Linked DNA regions of Gossypium hirsutum: region 1 is linked to region 2. The links are chromatin contacts, called in public Hi-C maps. All regions are on one chromosome and are shown on one strand. The core of a region is the stretch at or near the end of the contact, and the rest is flanking DNA. Distances in the headings are between cores, read along the strand shown.

What was found. Hi-C and Micro-C count contacts between places; a contact is called where the count stands out from the background.
Region 1: a contact with region 2 is called in a Hi-C map of leaf, with 1.8 times the contacts expected there. The contact joins the promoter of LOC107945258 here to the promoter of LOC107945268 in region 2. A contact is called at or near these places in 2 of 34 Hi-C or Micro-C datasets (both in leaf).

The regions. Positions count from the first base shown.
Region 1 is chrD12:8,215,404-8,220,909 of Gossypium_hirsutum_v2.1, reverse strand. LOC107945258 (nicotinamide adenine dinucleotide transporter 1, chloroplastic) reads right to left here and starts at 3,304. Exons shown (of 9, transcript XM_016879201.2): 1 at 2,555-3,304; 2 at 2,224-2,319; 3 at 1,690-1,796; 4 at 959-1,007; 5 at 740-852. The coding sequence starts at 2,645.
Region 2 is chrD12:7,929,881-7,935,587 of Gossypium_hirsutum_v2.1, reverse strand. It overlaps LOC107945268 (actin-related protein 2/3 complex subunit 2A), which reads left to right and starts at 3,619. Exons shown (of 10, transcript XM_016879219.2): 1 at 3,619-4,040; 2 at 4,931-4,997; 3 at 5,174-5,381. The coding sequence starts at 3,979.

The DNA of each region.
Region 1 (5,506 bases), core at 2,055-4,554, 290 kb before region 2:
CACAGTTCGTCTCATTATATCCTTCAATTACAACTATGTAAAGATGGCTAGCAAAAGCAACATGCATTACATGTCCCATAAAGTGAATGGTATATTAAAATAATCACATGGTATATCATGTCTGACTATAATAAGCAAAGGTGAAATAACATTGCCCTAACTCACAAAGAAACCCCAAAAACAGATCGGTCTTCACTCTTTCATAAATCATAGAAAATAAATTACTAGTTTGGTTTTATTGCAGATACAATCTATGTACTTGCAAAATAAATCAGAGTAGGCTTCATTCAACATTGAAACTTGAAAGAAAGTTAAATTCTCCGATATGAAATCATAACAACTGATCACTCTCATCCACTTGCAGGAAAAGGATTACTTTTATGGTTCAAAAAAATGCCTGCTTGACCATGCTTATGTCAAAGCATTGGTAAGGAGTTTGATCCTCCAAACCCTAGTCACTACATTGGTTTGGGGTATCTACAGAAGACTACAACATATCGAAGCATATTTGGTTGTAACAAAAGAATGTAGACCAATAACCAAAGCTATGTACTAACTAGAGCCACTTAAATCTGAATTATAAGAGTATGAATGTGTCAACATCAAGGTCATATAACTAATTGTAATTACGACTTAGAGGTGAATTATCATGATTTAAGCAAAGAGAAATCAAATGCGATGCAAACCACTGATATAATTTAGAAGAAACATCATGCACCATACATAATAATATACATACTTGGAGTCTTGTCTTTACAACCCATAATGGATTTGTTACGATGGCTGTGGCAGCCCCAGCACCAGCAGCAGCTACCATATTTTCCCCAATTGTGAGCTGTGCACTGTTATTATCTGCAAAATCACAATGTATAACTTTACTAGAAACTAAAACAACTGAAGCTGGATTTGGCAGAGTACATGTCAAGCGTGAACTATTAATGAAATTACAAGAACCAACCATGTGAAGCGAGTAGGCCTTTTAGTTGCTCATAAACTGTAAAATACACCTGCATATGAAATGAGAGTTTCAGTTACTTCTCCGAAGACTAATTACATCAAATAAGTATTTTTCTTTCTAGTTGGAATCAATATTTTTCCAAGAAGCTAATGGTTTATGAACATGGTAGCAGATTACCCACTTTCCTTATTCAAATATAATGATAGGTTAAAGACACTGGCTATAAATCTCACACAATCATTTTTTCATGGGATATTAAGAAATTTAGTTACAAAGATTGGCTCAAACATTAGCTTCAAATAGACGTGGGAGATCAAAGAGGAAAAGGATAAAGTTTGCCTTTCAGGCCGGCACGTTAAGGAATCACACAAAAAGATGGCCAGGCAGTAGCATTTATCAGTCAATCGTGTGTGTGTGTGTGTGTGTTTGTGACATGGAGTCCTCAGTTTATTTTTTATCCCAACATACCCATGTCTGGCACCTCTTGGACACTTCGCCATTCATACAGGTATGACACTTGGTTCTAAAAATTAATTTAAAAAATTTCCAAAACCATAAACAACCAACACTCTATCATCAGTCCATCTGACATAGATCATTAGCACATCAAAAGGTCAAAGGGAAACTAGAAATTTTAGTCATAAACCAATAACGAAAAAAAAAAAAAAAAAACCCAACAATCCAATAAGTAGCTTCCAATTAATTGCTTTAGGAATGAAAAGGTTACTTACCGCCCAGTTTGGAAGAAGAGCAATTATTGTTGGTGAAAGTCCACGATACAACCCCTTCAAACCTTCAGTTTTTATTATATGTTGTAGACTTGTAATAATAACACTGTCTGAGTATAGACAAGAAAAAAGGCAGGAAGAAGAGTTGCCCATCATCAATGATAGCAATAAACACCGTCCATCATTAACACAGGCATAAACAATTTCACATAATACGTAAAATCAAACTTCAGAATGTTACAAATCTATTAAAACTATATTTATCAACAATTTTCATTCAATCTGGTCATCACTTCAGATTACCAGAATCTATCAGAGTAGACAGACATTAATAGAAAAAGATCCATAGCCTAGAAAGCACAATGTATGCAAAATAATAGGTGTGGAGTATCCTAACAAAGCAAGATTTTTGCATTCCAAAGATCTCCTATGAAAATACTTGACGAAAAAAATTCCAACAATTTCAATCCTAGTCCTTCTGCTAAACCATGCACCCAAAAGTAAAATTCAGTTTCAAAAGCTCAGGATCTACAATACCTCTAACACCAGTTTTAGAAGCTGTAGGGAGTCCATGTACTTGTAGCCTTGTTTTGATTACATCTAAAGGGCACACAAAGGTGGCCGCAATTGCACCTTAAAATTTCCAACAAAGATCATTAATAAATCGAAAATTCAATAAAATTAAAAGTGGCACTCATAGTTTCAACTGAGTTTGCTGACATTCATAATCAAAGAATCAACATACAAACCCTCATTTCACCAATAATAATAATAAAGTTCCACGATGTTTCTAATTCTTTCGCAAGAACTGATAACAGAAAACCCTAAAAGAATAAATCAAAGAAAGCAGCAAAGTAAAAGGCTTTACCTGCAGTGGCACCAGAACACGCATGGCAGATAAGTTCTCGGACGGTTATTCTTAGAGGATGAGACGATTGGCCACCTCCCTCACTGCCCATCTTCAAAAACCTTAAAAGAATCTTACAAACAACTTAAAAACATCCAAGGCAAACACTCATCAAAGATCTGTATATATAGCATCTGCCTGAAACCCTCTATACGTACGAAAATTTTCTGGGTTTTAGCTTGTTTGAAGGGGTAAGTAAAGAGCGAGACGGGAACTTTTACTTTTACTAATTCTTGAAGCGGGTCTTTGGTGGAATTGAAGTTGAATAGATGACTTTTGCTTTTGTTATAAGAAGGAATGAAATTTAATGGAAAAGTGGAAGAAAGTTTTGGGGTGTCACAATTTCTTTGAAATTGGGTGTGTTTAGTAAAAATAAAACAAGTTGCAGAGAAATCGCATTTCGTTTGCTGTAGCTAATTGGGTCTGCCATGAGATGCATTGCCTATGTTTTTCACCGGCTTCATTAAAATCAATTTTGGTGATTAAATTATTAAAAATTAATCTAAATGGTAAAAGAGAAGTCGCATTGGCGGCTGCTGCAGCTCTACTCTCTACGCCCTCGCTCCATCTATGTGTATGTAGTTTTTGTGCTAAGGGTCTCATGGAGATGGCCAGTGATTTCGAAAATCGAGTATGATAGTAATCTTACAAGGTTGGGGGTGATTGCCTGTTTGGGGTCCCGCATTAACCAATGTTTTTCTACATTGGATTGATTATAGAATCACTTCTATTTATCTATATATCAATTTTTATTTACAGATTTAAATTCATTCTCTAAACTGACACCTTAGTTGATATTTAATCTAATTAACATTAACTCATGTTCAGATAAATATTATTAAAAGAGAAAAAAAGATTAAAGAAAGAAAAATATACTTAATTTTTATTTAGAATAAAGGTAAGGAAACGAAATGAGTTTTAATATTTCTTATTTGGATAAGAAAAGGAAATAATTTATTTCAAACAAAAATTTAATTTTATTCTTTGTGTTAGAAACCACTTTTATTTAAAAACGGGAATCGACTTTAAGAAACGAAAATGGAGTCGCCACCAATCTTTTTTCAAGGTGTGATCGGGTCACCTTAAGATTTTAATTAAACATTTTGATTTACTAAAATAATGATTTTGGTCTACGAAATTTGAGAAAACAAGTTCGGGAGTCGGTTACGCATGAAGAAGGGTTAGCACCCTCGTAATGCCCAAAATTGGTACCAAATTGATTATTTAATGTTTGTGTCAAAAATTTGTAAAGATTTTAAAATACAATCCTTTTTTAAAGAAAATTTGAATAAGTTGACCAGGATGATAAGACCCTCTTATTTCAAAGAAGTAAAATGTTGCATCCAGTGAGTTAGAGTGCAGCACTTCTAATCCTCGAAATTAAGTTTGTCTTTTGATTTTTAAAAGTCATGCATTTAAATTTTAAAAGGTTATTCAGTTATTTGGGTCAAATAAAAAGTCAAAACCCAGTAAGTTAAGGTTCAATTTTTCAAAATTCCTAAATACCGAATATTGCCTTTATTTTTTAGAAATCCTTAACTCAATGTAGCAAAATATCATATCCAGTAAATTAGGATCCAACATTTTGAAATCCAAAAAGAGAATTCTTTTATTTAAAATCTGTACGATTTTATTAAAAAGGGATACTCAGCTATCTAAATTTAACGAAAAGAATTGAAGCCCAGTAAGTTAGTGCGCCATTCTCTCGAAAATCGTGAACACCAAGTATTTTGAAAGTTTACGGAATAAAATGATTTTAATGCTTTAATGACACATAATCTTTAAAACAAATGTATTGCGATTGAATGGTAGTGTATAACGCAATAGGATAATTTGTACATAAAACATACACTAAGGGATAATAAATAAACAATAGATAAATTCAAACAATCATAGCAACAATTATCTCAACCATATACCATACAAATACCAACATTAGCAAGTAAGAGAAAACTAATTAAAACCAAACAAATTTACGTAAACATAAATAAAACATACAAATTTAGAAATAACTTAAGAAATAAATAGCATGAAAGAATGGAAATGATCATCGATAAATCGTAGGCGAAAAATAAATTTAAAACAAATAATATATATATATATATAATATACACGAGAGTTTTTTAAAAAGAAATTCAAGAATAGAGTAAAAGAAAAGGCTATATGAAATAGGATTATATAACTAAATTTTAAAGTAAATATTGCAGAAGTATAAGATCAAAAGAAAAAGAATATATATATAATATACAAAATAATATATACTTAACCTAAATAAGTATTACATACTAAAAAAAACTCAATAATAATACAAGTGATAATATATAATAATATATATAAGAAGTTGAAATAAACAAATCATAATAAAATAGAGTTTTCTTTTAAAAGAAATCAGCCACATAAATATAGCTAAAAAGGTATATAATAATATAAAACCAACAACATGTTATGTGTGTACATATGTATAATAAAAATAATAATTTAATATAAATTGTATATATACATGAAATGGATTTATGAAAATATTATTGTATAAATCTTTAAAGTTAGAAATATATAAAAATGGATTTTAAGAATATATTATAAAATAAAATCATAAAAATGTGTCCAAATTGATCATAAAAAATATACATTATGAAATTAGATAATAGTACATGATAAAAAGAATTAAAATAATAGTACATAATATAATAAAATAATGTACATAAAAAGGTAAATAAATATATAAACTAATACAATAATAATACCTATAATAATAGTAATAATAACAATAATAATAAAAATTAATATTAAACTAATTAATTTAATAGCAACAATATTAACAAAACAATGAACTAGTTTGTAAATAAAACAAAAATTTAAGGGCAAATTTGAAATAAATAAAAAGAAAAGGATCACACCGAACGGGCGAATAAC
Region 2 (5,707 bases), core at 2,370-4,869:
GATGAAATTGTCATTAATTAAAAGTATAGGGGCAAAATGGTAATTTTTCATAAGATGTGAATTGGATTAAATTGAATATGAATTGTATTAAATTGAGTTAAATTTACTCGTATAGATCCGGATAGACAAAATATGGAATTAGATCGAGGAAAAGAGAAAGTGTTGGATTAGTAGACAACAAATCAATGAACACTTGTCAAGGTAAGTTCATGTAACTAAATTATATATTTATATGTTTGAATTTAATATTGTATATGTGAATTGTATAAGTGTCATATTTATATATGAAATTGATCACATATCCGACAATGCTTGATAAATAATAAGTCTTGTTTGGATAACGAGATTCGATGGACACAGAGTTCCCGAATTGGTTGTGGTCTTGCATATGTTGCGGACACACCACAGCTCGAAAGAGCGTCCCGTAATTATCTCTCATGAGCATCCCGGTATATAGTCTTCTTGAGCTTCCCATTATATGGTTCCTACGAGTTTTCTGTTAATAGCTCTTCGAAGCATCCTGATCAGTTGTGATTCTGCATGTGTTGTGGACACACCACAGCTTTTATAAGCGTCCCGTTATATGACTCTTTGTGAGCTTCCTGATTAATGGCTCTCCGGAACTTCCTGATATAGCTTGCTTGAACTTCCCGATATATGGCTATCCGGAGCTTCCTGATTAATGGCTCTTTAGAGCTACCCGTTATTGGCTCGCATGAGCTTCTTAATTATGGCTCTCATGAGCTTCTCGTTATATAACCCGAATAAGCTTCCCGTTATTTAGCTCATATTAGCTTCCTGTTATATGGCTCGAGAGAGAGCTTCCCGTTTATGTGCTCGTATGAGCATTTTCGAATATGAATTTACGGTTTACAGCTTTTTACACTTTAAGTGTACTACCCTTATATCCATCGATATTTTAAATGGTTTAACGGGTAAAGTTTCGATATGAGATGATATGAATTCAAGATGAGTTATTATGAGAAATACTTGAAATACAAAGATATGATATGTACATATTCATGGACACTTGAAGTGATGAATACTTGTATGTAGAAATTGAATATTGATGAGCTTATTCATTATTTCTTGGTATTTATGTGAATTACATGACTAACTCGTTTAGGCAATTGGCCAAATTGGTTGAGCATGTTTATTTGCTTATTTTAAATGTGAATTAAATGGTAAGTTACTCTCCTATTATCCTAACTTACTAAGCATTAAATTATTTTGTTTTATTTTCCTTTCTTCTATAGTAATTCGAAAGCTCGTTGGGTTGGAAGCTTGGCGAAGATATCATCACACTGTCTATCGACTCATCTTGGTATATTTAGTAAATCAACTTTGGTTATAATGACATGTATAGGTTACCTTAGTCAATGTTGGCATGTAAATGTTTTGTTGTGATTAGCCATTGGAATGACTTGTGTTAGTACAATTATATATTTGTATGTGTATGTGGCCTCATCAACTAGATATATATATGAGTGAATGAATAGAAATGAAATGTAAATTGAATATGCATATAATAAATAAGTCAACAAGGTAAGGTTGTGCGATAAAATGTTAAGTTTAATACTTGATATTGGCTTAATTCAAATGTTTTATATTGGTTTGGGAATGTATTTAAGTGTTATTGTAGGTGGAAGACAAGTTTGGGTGAGAAATATAGCTAGGAAATGACCTTATTTTATCTACACGGGTAGAGACACGGACGTGTATCTCAGCTGTGTGTGACACATAGCCTAGCACATGGGCGTGTGTTTTGGCCGTGTGTCCCCTGCATCTTAAAAATTTCAAAACAGAATACTTAAAAATTGATCACATGGCCTGGCACATGGGCGTGCGGCTTGGCTGTGTGACCCCTACACCTATTTAATGCAAATTTTCATGTTCACACGGCCTAGAACACGGGCGTGTGACCCAAGTCAGAGAGTTACACGGGTATGCACATGGGCTGGGATATGGCCGTGTGCCCTATTTCGAATATCCACATGGCTTGAGACACGAGCGTGCTCACATGGCCTGGCTACAGGGGCGTGTGACCCTGTACCTTGGAAAAATTTTAAAATTTTGCGAAAAATTCTCTAAATACTCAATTTAGTCCCGACTTATTTCTAATGTATGTTTTGGGCCTCGAGGGCTCATATAAGGGACTTTATGAATAATATCTAACATGAATGTTAAATAATATGAAATGTATGTATTTGATTTGTTTATTCCGATAATGCTCCGTAACCCTATTCTGGCGACGGATATGGGTTAGGGGTGTTACACTATGTTAAGCTTGTTCTTTTTACAAAGGAACCAATATTTTTAGGGCATTTATGTCTTTTACATTATAATAATTTTTTTTAAAAAAAATTCATACTAATAATGAGAATCATGAGATTTAAACCTAAACTATTATAGCTTTCATTTATCACAACTTTACCATCTTAACTAAATTCATGTTTGATTTTTATTTTAATTTTTATAAATTTGTTAATGTAGTTTTGTTTAATGGCTATTTAACATCAATGTTAGATATATTCAATATTTAATTTCGAGATAATGGCATATTTGGTATTTAAACTTTGACAAATCTTTTAATGTGGTACTTGAACCTAAAAAAGAAAGTCAATTTTAAATTTGTCAGGACACGTGACCTAATCATAAGGTGCCGCATATTTTATTTTTAAATAATATACCATAGACGTAAGAATAAATAATTAAAAAGAAGGTTTTCTTTTCATTTTCACCTTTTTATGTTTTTAATGTTCAAACTAATTATTTTTAACTAAAATAAATTTAAAAAATTGAAATTAACTTCATTGTCTTGGAGAAAGCAGAAAATATGTTTCTCTGCCACTTAAAAACCATATTGATTTCTTTATTCTTCTTTTAATTTTCTTCAAATTAATCATTCACATTCTTTTCATCTAATTCAAACCTTAATTTCATGAATTTTTAAAAAAGTAAACAACCCTTTTGCAATAAATCAATTTAAATAGTCATTTTAAAGTTTTTTTTTTTTAAATTAAGAACATTTCTATCCCCTAACAACATTGCCAATTCTCAATTACCAAAACCAAATTGACAACCTCCAATTCCGAGACAACTAAACATATTCACTCAAACTCACCAATCCATTAGAACACAAAGCCCAAAAAATTAACATCACAAATCAAACCCATCAATCCAAGCAGATCAAAACCAAAGCCCATTTCAAGTTTCTGGTTCTTGAGGAAGCCACAGTCAAAATTCCATGATGGTTTAATGACCAGATTTGCAGATCAGGGCTCTAAAAGTTCTAAATATTGTGAAATTTTAACTAAGATGTTCAAGAAAGCTAACCGGAAAACTAGAAAGAAGAGAAAGAGGCGAATCTTTCTGTCAAAATTTTGGCTGGACGGTAGCATAATGGCAACGACGCCTAATTCTCTTCACGGAAGAAGGAAGACAAGAAAAAACAAAAAGTTAAATTTTTTAATTTATTTTCTTTAATATTTATAAAATACATTTTAAGGGGTACTTTATTATTTTAATTAAATCAAAAAAATTAAAGGCATATTTTGATCTTAGGCCCTTGTTCAATTAAAATATTTTTACATAACTTACACGATTGAGTTTCGGTTCCTGAAAAGTAAAAAATTAACATCTTCAGCCAAAGGTACTACCACATAGATAAACAATGTTAAAGTTCAGTACCAAAATCAATTTTTCCAAAATTCAGGTACCAAATTAGAATGTTTGCCAAATTTCAGTAGCAATTCTGTGATTATCGCTTTAATTTATTTCTAACTTATTCTTTTAAGAGAAGTATTTAACGGGTGATTTGATCCTCCGTCCGGAAAAAGCCTATTCCAAAGTAAAAACACTGCAATAGAAGCAACAGATCCCGGCTCTAAACGATAATTGGCACCGAAAGGAAGGAGCCGGAGAGATAGTTCGATTTTGGTCTTGTTTGTCCTTTTCGATCGACGGAGAAAGAAATCGATGATACTTTTACAGTCCCATTCACGTTTCCTTCTCCAGACTTTGCTGAATCGAATTCAGAAGTACTTTTTCCTTCGTTTTCTTTTCTTTTAATCCGATAAGTATAAGCTTTTATCATTTGATTTGATTTCTTTTATTTTACTTCTTTAATTACAGTTCTTGTATGTATTTGATGTTTGAAAGACATGTTGGGAATTCGAGCAGAGTCAGGTCAAGGATTCCAACTACATTTCTAATTCATAGATGTATTTTTCATTCTTTACAACCTTCTCTTATGAGTTTGATGGTTCCTTTCCTAATCAATCTTCCATTGTTGCTTGCAGTGCGTTGCTCGTCTCATTTTTTTTAACTAGTTCTGTTACTTTTAAATACCTGACCTCCTACCCTACGCTTTGGTATGCCAGAGATGTATCATCTCCACTGACGATACTATCATCAAATATAGCCCTCTTTAAAATTTTGTCGCTTAAGTTTTCCCAGAATTAGTGTTTTTTTTAAAGTTTATATTTATTAATAGTAATTAACATGAAATATACAAACTCCCATTCAAAACTGTAATAAATATCTAAATTAGAGTAATATGTGGACAAGATCAGTATACAGGATTGTTAACTTTTAGACTAACAATAGATCATCAAGAACAATTGGATACGGTTAGAATTTTCAAATGTGTTTAAGCTCTAGGGTTTTTTGTGTTTTACGGTTTAGTAATATGTTAAAGGTGTGGACCAAGTTGGAACTATGCCTACTCTTTTATGCCAAGCATGCTGTCCATGATGTGCTGTGCTTTAATATTTGTATTTCAATTATACATCCTGGTGTTGAGTGTACAAACATTCTTATTTATTTTGGGTGTAAAAACTGAATAATTTTCAGGCTACCTGGACCTTTTCTGCTTATTGTTTACACTTTCTTTCTCAGCTTGCTGATTTCTCTCATGTCGCTTTTGCAGTCTTGAAAAGTGTATTGAACTAGACCATCACTGGGTTGAATTTGATGATGTTCGTTACCATGTTCAGGTGATTTAGAAGCTTTTTCGTTGTTACACCTATGTAAAAGAAATTGAGTGATTGTATTATGAATTATTCATACTCATGTATTTCGTTTTGCTCCTCTGGGCTCTCTGAACTTATAGTTAAGGTACAAAAGCCACTGTAATTATATTATGCTCATGTAATTTGCAAATGATATGCAGGTGTCAATGAAGAATCCCCATATTCTACTGCTTTCATTATCATTACCTACCCCACCTCTGGAAACTGTTTTCGTTGGTGGACTTCCATTTGGAGCCATAGAAGCTATTAAAGCAGCTTATGGTGTAATCGTGCAAATTCTTGATCCTCCAAGGGATGGCTTCAATCTGACATTGAAACTGAATTTGTCCAAACTTCCTCAAGATGAAGGTCAACAAGTTCATTTTCTTAGGTCATTATGAGCTTGCACGGTTATATGACAAAGTATTGGCATCAGCATGTTGAAAATTCCTGTCCTTGATTAAAAATGACTTAAGGAACTAGTATTTGGAGTACATTAATGCGTCTAAGGTTCTTTATTATTTGATAAGACATTTTCTTAATTTTTCTGTGCTTAATTCTCTTGGTTTTAAGCTTGGATTTTAGTAAGTACTGTTATACCTGTAGTTGAAAGGTAGAAGATTCCTAGGTGAGAACTCATAGCTATAAGTATATATATGTACACACACCCCTTTTCCAGAACACAATAGTAGCGT